2 separate regions of the Anas platyrhynchos genome follow, and region 2 is linked to region 1. The links are chromatin contacts, called in public Hi-C maps. All regions are on one chromosome and are shown on one strand. Each heading gives the region's core, a stretch centred on a gene start, on an enhancer-like site or on the middle of the called end of the contact. The rest is flanking DNA. Distances are from core to core; before and after follow the strand shown.

Region 1 (5,228 bases), core at 2,618-5,117:
TTCACTCATGGTCACTGCTGGAAACAAGACATTGGGTTGGATGGACCAAAGGACATCTACATAAACGCAGGTAATGCCTGCCTTGACTCCTGAACTGTCGAGAGTTTCAGGCAGTTCTCTTAGGCCTCTGAAGAAGAGGCCTAAGAAGAGAGCATAAAAGAAAGCCTTTTCCCTTTCTTTTCTACATTGTTCCTTCGCTTGCCTCGATGGTTATGTGGATTGAGTCAGGCTGGCTTGCAAGAAAGATGTAAGAGATGTTTTGTTTCTAAAATAGAGTTAATAAACACAGATGGTGTGAGAAAGAGAGAGGAGCTTCTGCTTTCTCATAGAAAGGAAAACTGTTCTCAAACATTTCTCGTTTTCTTGATACAGTTGTTTTAAAATATATATATAAATATATACACAATTTCCTGCTTTTTAATGTCCATAAGACTAATCCTCCCCTAAAATCTTCTACAGAAGCTCTTACAAAATTCATTCAGAAAATTTTTCTTCCAGATTTAGCTGTCTTCTAGAGAGCTGTAATAGAAAAGAGAAGATTGGTAAGCATGGAGAAAGAGTGGCAATGGATGAGTGTGAGGCTCCAGAAGGAACAGGAGACTGTGCGTGAATGCTGTAAGGGTTGCAGGCACTGGTGGGACCCCAATGAGGAGCCCAGAAGATGCCAGCACACACAGGAGGCAGAGCAAAGCCACTGCCAGCAAGAGAAGGGCGCAGAAGGCATGTCCAAAGCTGGGTTGATCACCATGACTCCCTCATGCTCATATTCTTGTACCCACGTGAGATTGGTGTATCCAAGCCGTCTGTCCATCACACACACACCAGGGGACAGGTTTCCATCTTTGAGTTGATTTTGAGGATGAGGGACGGTGCCGTGATGTCCTCAGTCATGTTTCCTGGGTTCCCCTTAGGTTGGTGAACAGGGAACATAAGAGCATCACCTCCAGTTTAACTAAAATAAAGGAAATAAGAGGCTGCTGTTGCCATCTACCACCTGCCTTTTATAGGATTTTTGCCTCTGTGGAGTGGTGCAGCATCTAAGGGTTCCAAGCAAGCCTGGTCTCACGGGCAGCGATGAAAACAGGCTATTGAGCAGCTCCATCTCAATAAGCCTGGTCTTTGCAGGAAGTTTTTTTAGTGCTGGCAAAGTGGGAGGCTGGGGGGCTGCAGCAGGGACGGGCTGAGCAGGTCAAGAGGCAGACGGGTGCTTTTGGCAAGAGGTTGCTTTGTTGGGACCAATGCCCGTCCCACAGCTTCTTCCTCCTGTCCTTCAGGCAACAAAAAGTCACATACATCCAGGTGCAGATTTGGGAGCTGCAGCACCTTCACCTCCCTTCTCACAACATCCCAGCCACATCTGCATGGGCTCACCCTGAGGCCTGCTGCAGCCCTCGGGCCCAAATCTAGGGTGAACCAGCTGCAGCTTTACATGGAAAACTCAGCCGTGAGAAATAAAAAGAAGGAAATTCAAATTCAGGCTCCCCCATCCCCTTTTGCAGCCCCGGGGCTAACAAAAGCGGTCGCCGTGGGGCCCATCAGCAGCCCCCTGTTAGCAGGGGACAGCCCGAGCTCTTCTTAGCCTGGCCGATTCACACAAAGAAGCCTTTATGGCTCAGCAGTGGGCAGCTTGCCCCTCTCCTCATCACGCCTCTGCTCAGGCTTTCAATGCAAGGGGACAAAAACCTTTACAGCCCCCCGAATCCACCGCTCCTCACACGCCTGCCATTCCTGGTGTTTAATAACCCTTATGTGCAGACACTAGGCCTCACAGGACACCGTCAGCACCAATTTCTCATTCAGAGCCAGCAGAAGCGAATCACCACTTGGGTTACTCCACATTTTTGTGTGGGATGATGGATAACAGCAGCAGGGAAAGTTCCCCACAAGCAGCTGCACCCTGTGAAGAAGGAACACAGGGTCCCCCATGCCACGGGGTATCACAGCAACCGAGGGCTCGGCTGTATTTTAAAGGGATTAGGAGTGTGTATGGCAAGGAGAATTTTAATGACAAAAGGCTAAATACATGCAAGTTTGTAAGCAAGGGGAGCTCTCTGCTTTATGGCAGAGTTAACTAGTTGCAAGGGAGCAGCAGGAGGAGATCCTATCCCACCCCATCAGCCACAGAGTGGTTTGCAGCATCCTCAGGATCCCCTGCAGCTTCCCCACACCTGGCCGGGATCCTACACCAGGTAGAGGCTGAACAGAAATTCATGCCATACCTGCCCCCATCACACAAATGAATAATTAGTTTGGACTGTTCAGAAAGCAATACTCAATTTTGTTAATTTAATTTTATTTTATTTTGCAATTTACCTTTTGGATCACATTTGTCACATTTTCCTCAGGATCCCAGGACCCATTCTGGCTGTGGCCAACTTTGACACCCAGCCACACGCCTGCCAAGGCCTGAGGGGGCAACACTGGGGTCATCTGGAGATGACCTGAAAAAATCTGGTCAACAAAAGTACCTACAGCTTTGCTTCCAGGCACAAGTATGCCAAAGCTTCCGTGCCTATGCAGGGCTGAACAACGCTGGACTGATATATATGCCTGTGGTGTCTCTGGCAAGTTGTTTTAGGAAAAGCAAGAGGACTGAGCCCCTGTTCTCCTAGTCCTATAGCTCAGAAAACAAAAACCCTGATTTCTTTCCTTCCTCTGTTTACAGGAGAGAGAAAGGAGGCTTGAAACAAAACCACCAGTGATTAGGAGGAGCACACGAACTGCTGACTATAGCCATCCACTTCCTGACCCCAGGTCAGGGTATCCCAAGCTCCCAAGCTACCCTTCCTGCTGATGTTGTGACACTGTTTGGAAAAAAAAATAGGGAAAATATATGAAAGAAGAAGCATTTCCAAAGTAAGAAACAGCAGATCAATACCTAAATACTGTTTCCCTTATATGCTTAATGAAAAAGGTACAAGTGACCTGGAGCAGAAGTCCATTTCCCTGTGGTTGCCTTCACCTCCAGGCTCAGCATCAGGAGGACTTCCATGTCCCTTCTAATATTTTTATACAAGGGGTCAGTCTGGGAGAGGAGGAGGACTCCTTGGAAATGAGGTGTCACTTCAATCTCACACACATCTCTAGCACAGCTAAGTGCCTGCACACCGGTGGAAATCCAAACCCCACTTCTCATTCCGGATTCAAGACAGCAGACCTGTCCTTAGCTAGGTCTGAAGATCCAAGCGCTAGTAATAGCAGCATCTGTTGTTGTTGTTATTATTAACCTTTACAGAAGGTCTTTTGCCCGTCCCTGCAGGCAGTTTAAAAGGGAATCCCTTGGTGCTACCTTAACACCGAGAACAGCGTCCATTCCACATCCCGGTTATGTGGCGTTCCTGCACTTGTCAGATGAGGACTGACCCAGGAGAGGTAGCTGCAATATCAGACAGTCCTCCCAGCCCCCTAGAGTCAGCAAGGTATGAGGTTTGCCAGGGAATTATGAAAGATTTATCAGAAGACATGTGGCTGAGCTGACATCCCTGATCACTTGTGGGATTTCATGGCACAGGACGTGTCAGGTTGTGTTTCACTGTGCAGGACCACTTTTATTCTTTACTAGCACCTTCCTAGCTCTGTGACCGAGCACTCCCAACTGAGATTTAAGATGTGGATGTGCAGTGTTATCCACGCCATACTGCGTTATACCCTGTGTTCTTTGTTAGAGGCCCAGCAGCTGTACTCAGGAAGCTCTGGTGTAAGATCCTGCTTAGCTCCTTGGGTTATAATTAAGTGGGATTTCACTAAGAATCCAACTTATTTTTAGCAAGATGGAAAAAATCATTTTTCATCTGCCTAGACTCTGATCTCTCCTTCAAGTCAGCCAGCTAAGCATCCCCCACGAGGTGATGAGTCACAAAACCAAAGATGGCAGTACCTGGTCCTCGCAGAAATGGCTGCGATCTCATCTGGGCTTTGGACCCTGAACTGAGACAGTGCCCAGGCCATGCTGACGAGCTGAGTCACTAGGGCACCCACAGAGAAAAAAGCCTTGGGCACAGCAAATACCCTCACCTGGAATCCGATCCAAAGCCCTGACCCTGAAGGACAACACACACAGAGAGCTACTTCCAGCAGCTGCTACACGAGCTGCCCTAAGCCTGCTGCTGACGGTTATTTTCATTCTTGCAGATAAAGATAAGCTGTGGGTACAGCAGGGAGCTATTCAGTATAAATCAGATCGTTGAAATGCAGCCAACTTGTGTCGGTGATGAAATAAAACCGAGAAGAATGTCACCCATCCCAATTATTTTATTTTTATTTCTGCGGTGCTAAAATAATTCAAACGAGAGCAGGTCTCTACAGCAAAGAAAACAGTTTCTGTGCCAGAGCGCTCACCCACAAGTGCAAGGACAGGCTGGCAGAAGAGCAAGGAGAAGCGCTCAGGAGGGCTCTGCGGGACACTGCTGGACACCAGGGACCCAGAAGACAAATGCCTGTCCCTGGCTCCACAGATCTGGCCTGCTTACAGACACTTTGCAATCTGTTCCTTCTTCAGCAGTCCCGGTGGTGCCCTGTCGGTGAGGTGCAGCACGAGCACGGGGCTTGTGGTGCGAGGCTGCTGTGGCACCACCATGTGCGGCCATTTGTGGGTGATGTGCACAGTCAGGATTTATGCACGATAGCTGCTCTGCTCTGCACAGAAGACAGCAGTTTTCTAAGCAAAACTGGCTCTGCAGAGTGTTGTCTATGACCTCTGTTCATATATGTTATGTTCCTATATGATCCTGCAACAGCAGCAGGATCCAGCTAGCAGGAAGCAAGTCTCCACTGCTTGGTAGACATGCACATGGCACCCCTGGTTGCAGCCTGCTTTGTCAGCATAAAACCACATCTGACAACATCTGCTTATGTCCTACCTTGTCCCCCACATCTTTCCAGCTTTTCCAGCCAAGTGCTGGGTTTCAGGTTCAAAATCTTTCCCGCAATGTGTCCCTTAACCTTCTCATTTACTTCTGCTCCCCACTGCAGGTGGCTTCAACCATTTCTTCCCTAACAATCTGTTTGCCCCCAGAAGCAGATTTAACTTCAAGCAACGAGATTTTTATCTGTCTCAAAGCCCCTCAAAGCACAGGTACTCATCCTGGCCCCGTAACAGAGGAGGCTGCAGCCCTGACACACGCTGGCAGCTGCAGAAACCCAGCTCCTCTGGAGACACTTCACTTGGCTTTACTCCACTTTGCCTGTATGGGCCATGGGGTAAGGAGGAATTTTGGTGGTGTAAGCCT
Region 2 (5,617 bases), core at 759-3,258, 76 kb before region 1:
CTTACATGTGAAATAAAATGCTAATAATACTTGAGGTAGTACAGAGAACAAAATTTTGAGCATACAGCATGACAGGTAAAAATGACAAGCTGTAGTTCACAAAGAAAGACAGAACTGACATTACAGAAGTACAGGAGGAACAATTTCAAACCCTTCATTCAATCCAGAGACTTAAAAGTCTAAGGGGACAGTGGAAGATCCCACTGTTCCAAAATAGGGAGGGTGGCTAAGAATAACATGATGAGCAGCGTGAAAACAGTAAAAACAAGAATAACAGGCCCTCTAGTCACAAGAGAAGGAAAAAAAGGCGGGGAAAGGAGAAATGAAAGATTCATCAAATAAAATTGTACGTATGTGGTATTGTAAAAGCATCAAGTAGGTTGTGAACCTGTAGTACTCAACCAATAAGGAAAAAGGTGAGGAATTGGGCGTCAGGTAATAGGGAATATAAGGTTATGATATACTTTTGCTGTGTGCTCCTGCTTGCAGGACAGCTGCCATTGCAACTGCAAATAAATTAGCTTCACAGAAGACCCCGTCTGAGAAAATTATTGAGAGATTTCTCACAGTACTCTTAATCAAGAGGTGTGGGAAGAAAACTCAAGTGCTCTGAAAGATTGAGAACCTGCCTGTTACCTTAGTTTTTTTCAGATATTATTCTATTTATAATGAGCAGCTGCTTGAGAAATTAAAATGAAATTAGTAATTCACTTAAGCTTATTCCCTCTACAGAATGTCCTTTCTTTTAGGAAAGAGAAGTACTACCATTAATGGCATAAAAGAGATTTTGCAGTTGAGAATGAAACAGGACATCTTTCCTATATATTACAGCTGTGTTCTGATTAGTTGAGGATCAGCTAGGTGTGCAAGAATAATAAAGTCAGACAACAACAGTTCATTACATTCCTGAAGGGCTTGTAGTATAAAATAGTTTCCTTGCTCAGACATACAAAATCATCAACAAAGAGTAAAAGCAGAATCATATACAGAGGTAAGAAACTGCTCAAATGCTCCTTCATACTTGGCTTCTTCAGAAGTCTCCTTCAGGACCCAGCAAGTTCTTCCGCAACGTTTGATTTTCTGGAACAGCTTCAAAAGAAAGAGGTGAAAAAAAAAGATCTGACTGCATCAAACTGCTCGTACAGATTTGACCAAGATTACCTGTTCCATTGGCTTGTGTCTGTGGCTTTGCAGCTTGCTGTGTTGCAGGCACCTCTTCAGCTCTACAAAGAAAACAGAAACAATGTGAAATGCTACAAGTTCAGAATTTTAAGAGAAAACCAAGTGTATGCCCTATTTCAGGATTCAAAATGTTCACTGTACACTGCACTTAGGATCCAGAGAAAGACCATTGTGTAAGGCAAAGTGCGTTTTAGCCATTTTGTGTCACCAACAGCTCAGCCTGATCTTCCAGCTACTGAATATTTTAGTATCAATTTTCTTGCGTTACTTCTGGTTTTGCATCATAGATTCATTGCAATGCCTGCCAGGAAAACTCTTCAGAGCCCTGACTTTTCCCACAGTAATAAATGAAAAGGGATTCCATATTGCAAGTTGATAACCACAGAGCTAAAATAAAATCAGCTTAATTCATGAACCCTGAATTCTGCCACCGTTATTGCAATCAACTCCACTCATCTTCACAGTGAGAAGAGCAGATGTCAAGAATTATGTTCAAATGTTATGTCGTAAGCTCTTGAAGTGCAAAGATACCAACCCAAGATGAAAATATCTTTTTTAAAATGCAGAATTTAAATAACGGTGTGAAAATCAGAGACAACAATGTGATAAAAATACATGGCAAGAACCAGGCACCACTGGTCACATCTTTCAAACAGGTTAAGAACAATACTCACATTTATTACAAGTAAGCAGATCATGGAAAATACGAATGCCTTGGCCATTCTGCACATGTGCAAGGCTTCAAATTACATTTGCAGTATCCATAGCCTCCAACTGCTAAAGTGGCTTGATAACACTTCAGGCATCAGTCCAAAAGCCTTGAGCCATCCATGAAGATATGCTACAGCAAGATTTCTCTAATGAAGCAGCAGCTTTGACAACACCAGCTGCAGCAAGCTTTACTTGACGCAGTTGTATGATGGAAAAGTTTACTACTTGAACTTAAAAACATGCTCGTTGCATAATTTCAATATCACTTATATAGCAGACCATGTAGGTGCTTTCAAATATTCCCTTCATCTTTCAGTCCTCAGGAAGGGAACCAAGTGGGACGCAGGTCAGCAAATGGAGAGCAGGAGGAGGGATCCCACTGCACTGGGCAGATTACAGAATATGTAAATGGATTTATAGGCATCTCTCTGTCCCTCCACGAAGTACAGGAGGAAAAGATCTCACAGTATTCTCTGTGTATGGAAAAGGCCACTCTGAATTCATGCACTCTGAACGAGTAAGATGGAAAAACCACAGGACTAATTGCCTCCCTTCTTCCCTTAGCACTCCCCATATTTAATGAACTTTCCACATTCCTGTTTATTTCTAAAAGGAGCATTTAGAAATAATTTATTGATTTATAGCTATAATTGGACAACTATCAGGGTGAGTAGCCAACTTCAATGGCTTCTGCTTTTCACCTGTTTTCAACTCCTCTGCAAGATTTTTCCACGTTGCTCCTGTATTTGCAGCAACTCTTGAATCTTGTCAAAAGCCACCTGAATTCTATTAGTTAATTTTTTTCTAACTAAACTTTCATTTGGGCTTCTCTGCCGCCAACTTTGCACAGACTGCTATACAGCAGTGGCTTGTCTTCCTGGATCACACTCCTTCCAGCACATCAAACGGTTACACCATACAGGTGGGACATTTTTAGTCACAATCTGTCACTGCCACCGTCTCTCATTAAAGACACGTTTTGGCAGCGAGGATGTAGTCATTCACAGGCAGGAGGCAGTTACTCGACCTGCTCCCGTTGTGCAAGCACGCTGAGGGGATGTCACACCTGAACGGCTCTGATGACAGAGCCAAGATGGGATCCCACAGCCACCACCCGTCAGAGCCTCCAGGCTGGGCCTTCCTTTCACACGCTGGGGTGTATTTTCAGAAGCAGCTCAGCGTCATTACTCCCTACGTTTCTTGGAAAAAAATCAAGAAAAATCTCAGCCAAAAGCAGTCATGAATACCAGCCTGACTGGGCTCCCTCAGTGGCACGTGAAGGTTTGGCCTTGGCCACTCATGGTGTTGGTTTTTGTTTGTTTGGTTGTTTTTTTGGCAATGTCTTACCCACCATCTGCCTGTTACTCTTTCCCCACGAAGAATCTGACCTTTACGAATCATCAGGTTAATGATAGCTCATTACTGCACCTGTGAATCAGGTTATAATTAGCCACCTCAGACAGATCTGGGCCAGGAAGCTCCAAATTCATTCTTTAGGCTTGCACAATCCTAAAACCAGGTCAAATCAGCCACTACTGGAAGACCTTTGACAGAGGGTAGGAATTATCATTCCTATAGTTTCTGAACCACTCTTCATGCCAGAGATCAGTTAGGAGGCTAGAAAACACAAGCCATCCCCAGAATTACAGGATCACAGAACTGTAGGGTTGGATGGGACCTCCAGAGATCATCAGGTCCAGCCCCCCCTGCCAAAGCAGGTTCTCTACAGCAGGCTGCCCAGGTAGGCATCCAGATGGGCCTTGAATATCTCCAGAGAAGGAGACTCCACAACCCCCTGGGCAGCCTGTCCCAGTGCTCCATCACCCTCACCATGAAGAAGTTCTTTTCGCATGTTGGTGTGGAACTTCCTGGGCTCCATTTTGTGGCCATTGCCCCTTGTCCTGTCCCCACAAACCACTGAAAAGAGGTTGGCCAAATCCCTCTGTCTCCCACACTTAAGGTGTTTATAAACATTGATGAGATCCCTTCTCAGTCTTCTCAAGGCTGAACAGACCCAGGTCTCTCAGCCTTTCCTCATAGGGGAGATGCTTCAGGCCCCGTATCATCTTTGTGGCCCTCCGCTGGACTCTTTCCAGGAGATCCCTGTCTCTTTTGTACCAGGGAGCCCAGAACTGGACACAGTACTCCAGGTGAGGCCTGACCAGGGCAGAGCAGAGGGGGAGGATCACCTTCCTTGACCTGCTGGCCACACTCCTTTTAATGCACGCCAGGATCCCTTCTTGGCCACCAGGGCACACTGCTGGCTCAAAATGTTAGAGCTATTCATGACTGATACAAGTATAACGTTCAAAAATGACAAGTACACATCAATGAGGCTCACAACTCAATGCTGCCCCACAGAAACATCCAGAACGATGCCCAAGTGTTATTTTTGTAGGTGCAAATATGACCCAAAAGTTAAGACAGCCTTGACACTGAACTGCTGGCCGTTTATCTTCACTAAATATTTTGGGTTAGTGCATCTTTAGCCTTGACTACAGCTGTGAGCTGAACAGTATGTGAACCAAAAGAATCTCTCCAACAGTTACATGAAGACCTTGCCCATTGCACAACAGCTATCGAGCTGTTCTCAGCCATGTTCAGAGCAATTTTCCTACAGACCAGCTCCAAGTACTGAGCTCCCAAGCAACCCATCATCATTCTTCAGACAGCTTTTGTGGAAGCCAGTCAAGTCTGTTTTATCTGTGTAACTGTTACTGCTCAGAGTAACACGGACGCATACACATTTGCAAGACGAGCACGCTCTCAGAAATGTAAAAATAAAACATGAAGGAGGTATTTTCACAACCTAGTTTAAACACAACTCGCTCAGGTACACATGGCTCCTTAACCTGAGGAGTTGTCACAAAACTGAGTTAAAGTATTTTTACATTTTTCATCTCCTTCCCATTAAAATAAACCAAACATATCAGAAGCTTTTGTCGTCCTCACAGATATTCCCACACTTTACATGGCTATTGTCCTGCATTTGGAGTGTCAGAAACAAAAGACAGGCTTTCAGAAGAAATGTCATCAGCCCAAAGCTGTACAAGATCTAAATGTTTGTGGCCAGAGGTAAAAAAAAAAAAAAAAAAAAAAAAAAAAAAAAAAGCACTCTTGACAGGAGGTACTTCACAAGCAGATTTGGTGACAGGCTGCTAAGTTAAAAATAAAGACACACACAGTTCAGCCAACTGGGTTTGTCAGCATTCAAGTATGTTAGCAATCCCAGGGCGGCACGGCAGCCAAACTTTTGACCCAGGACTCAGCTTCTTTCTACCTGTGTGGAGTCCCAGGCTGACAGGTATCCTTCCAGCAGGGAGCGTCTCCAGGCTCCAGAGGAATCTCCATTGCCATCTGAAGCATCTTCTCAAGTGACAAAGTCAGCTATACCCAAAGCATTGCGTGTGTGGAAGATGATGCCTTTTAGCAAAAGGCCAGGAAGAGGCAACAAAAATAAGTGGTACAGAAGAAAGAGCGGCTTGTGCAGGAGCACTGTCTATTCTTCCTTAAAAATAGCTCGCAATGATACTACTAAAAGGTTTGTACCAGCCACAGCATGTTGGTAGGTGTTATTACAATACTTTTTTTTTTTTATTATTATTTTTTTTTCAAACTGCGTGATGGAGCTGGCTCACAATTTGTAAAATAAAGCAGCAGCAGCCTACAATTTACACTAAACAAGCATTACTCACACAGACTATTCCAAATTATTTATGCATTG

What was found. A called contact is a pair of places that touch in the nucleus more often than the background predicts.
Region 2: a Hi-C map of F1 follicle shows a contact between it and region 1, with 2.7 times the contacts expected there. The contact joins two enhancer-like sites. A contact is called at or near these places in 4 of 8 Hi-C or Micro-C datasets (F1 follicle, liver, skeletal muscle and 1 more).

What each region holds. Positions count from the first base shown.
Region 1 is chr1:16,360,255-16,365,482 of IASCAAS_PekinDuck_T2T, reverse strand. No RefSeq gene overlaps it. Among named protein-coding and RNA genes, the nearest start is that of CELSR1, 18 kb to the right of the region's middle. Within about 2 kb of position 3,867, at least 4 of the 8 cell types and tissues checked have an H3K27ac peak or open chromatin away from gene starts, as enhancers often do. A contact at or near this core is called in F1 follicle, where this site is marked.
Region 2 is chr1:16,434,357-16,439,973 of IASCAAS_PekinDuck_T2T, reverse strand. It overlaps GRAMD4 (GRAM domain containing 4), which reads right to left. Exons shown (of 21, transcript XM_027458742.3): 5 at 1,162-1,223. Among named protein-coding and RNA genes, the nearest start is that of GRAMD4, 54 kb to the right of the region's middle. Within about 2 kb of position 2,008, at least 1 of the 8 cell types and tissues checked has an H3K27ac peak or open chromatin away from gene starts, as enhancers often do. A contact at or near this core is called in F1 follicle, where this site is marked.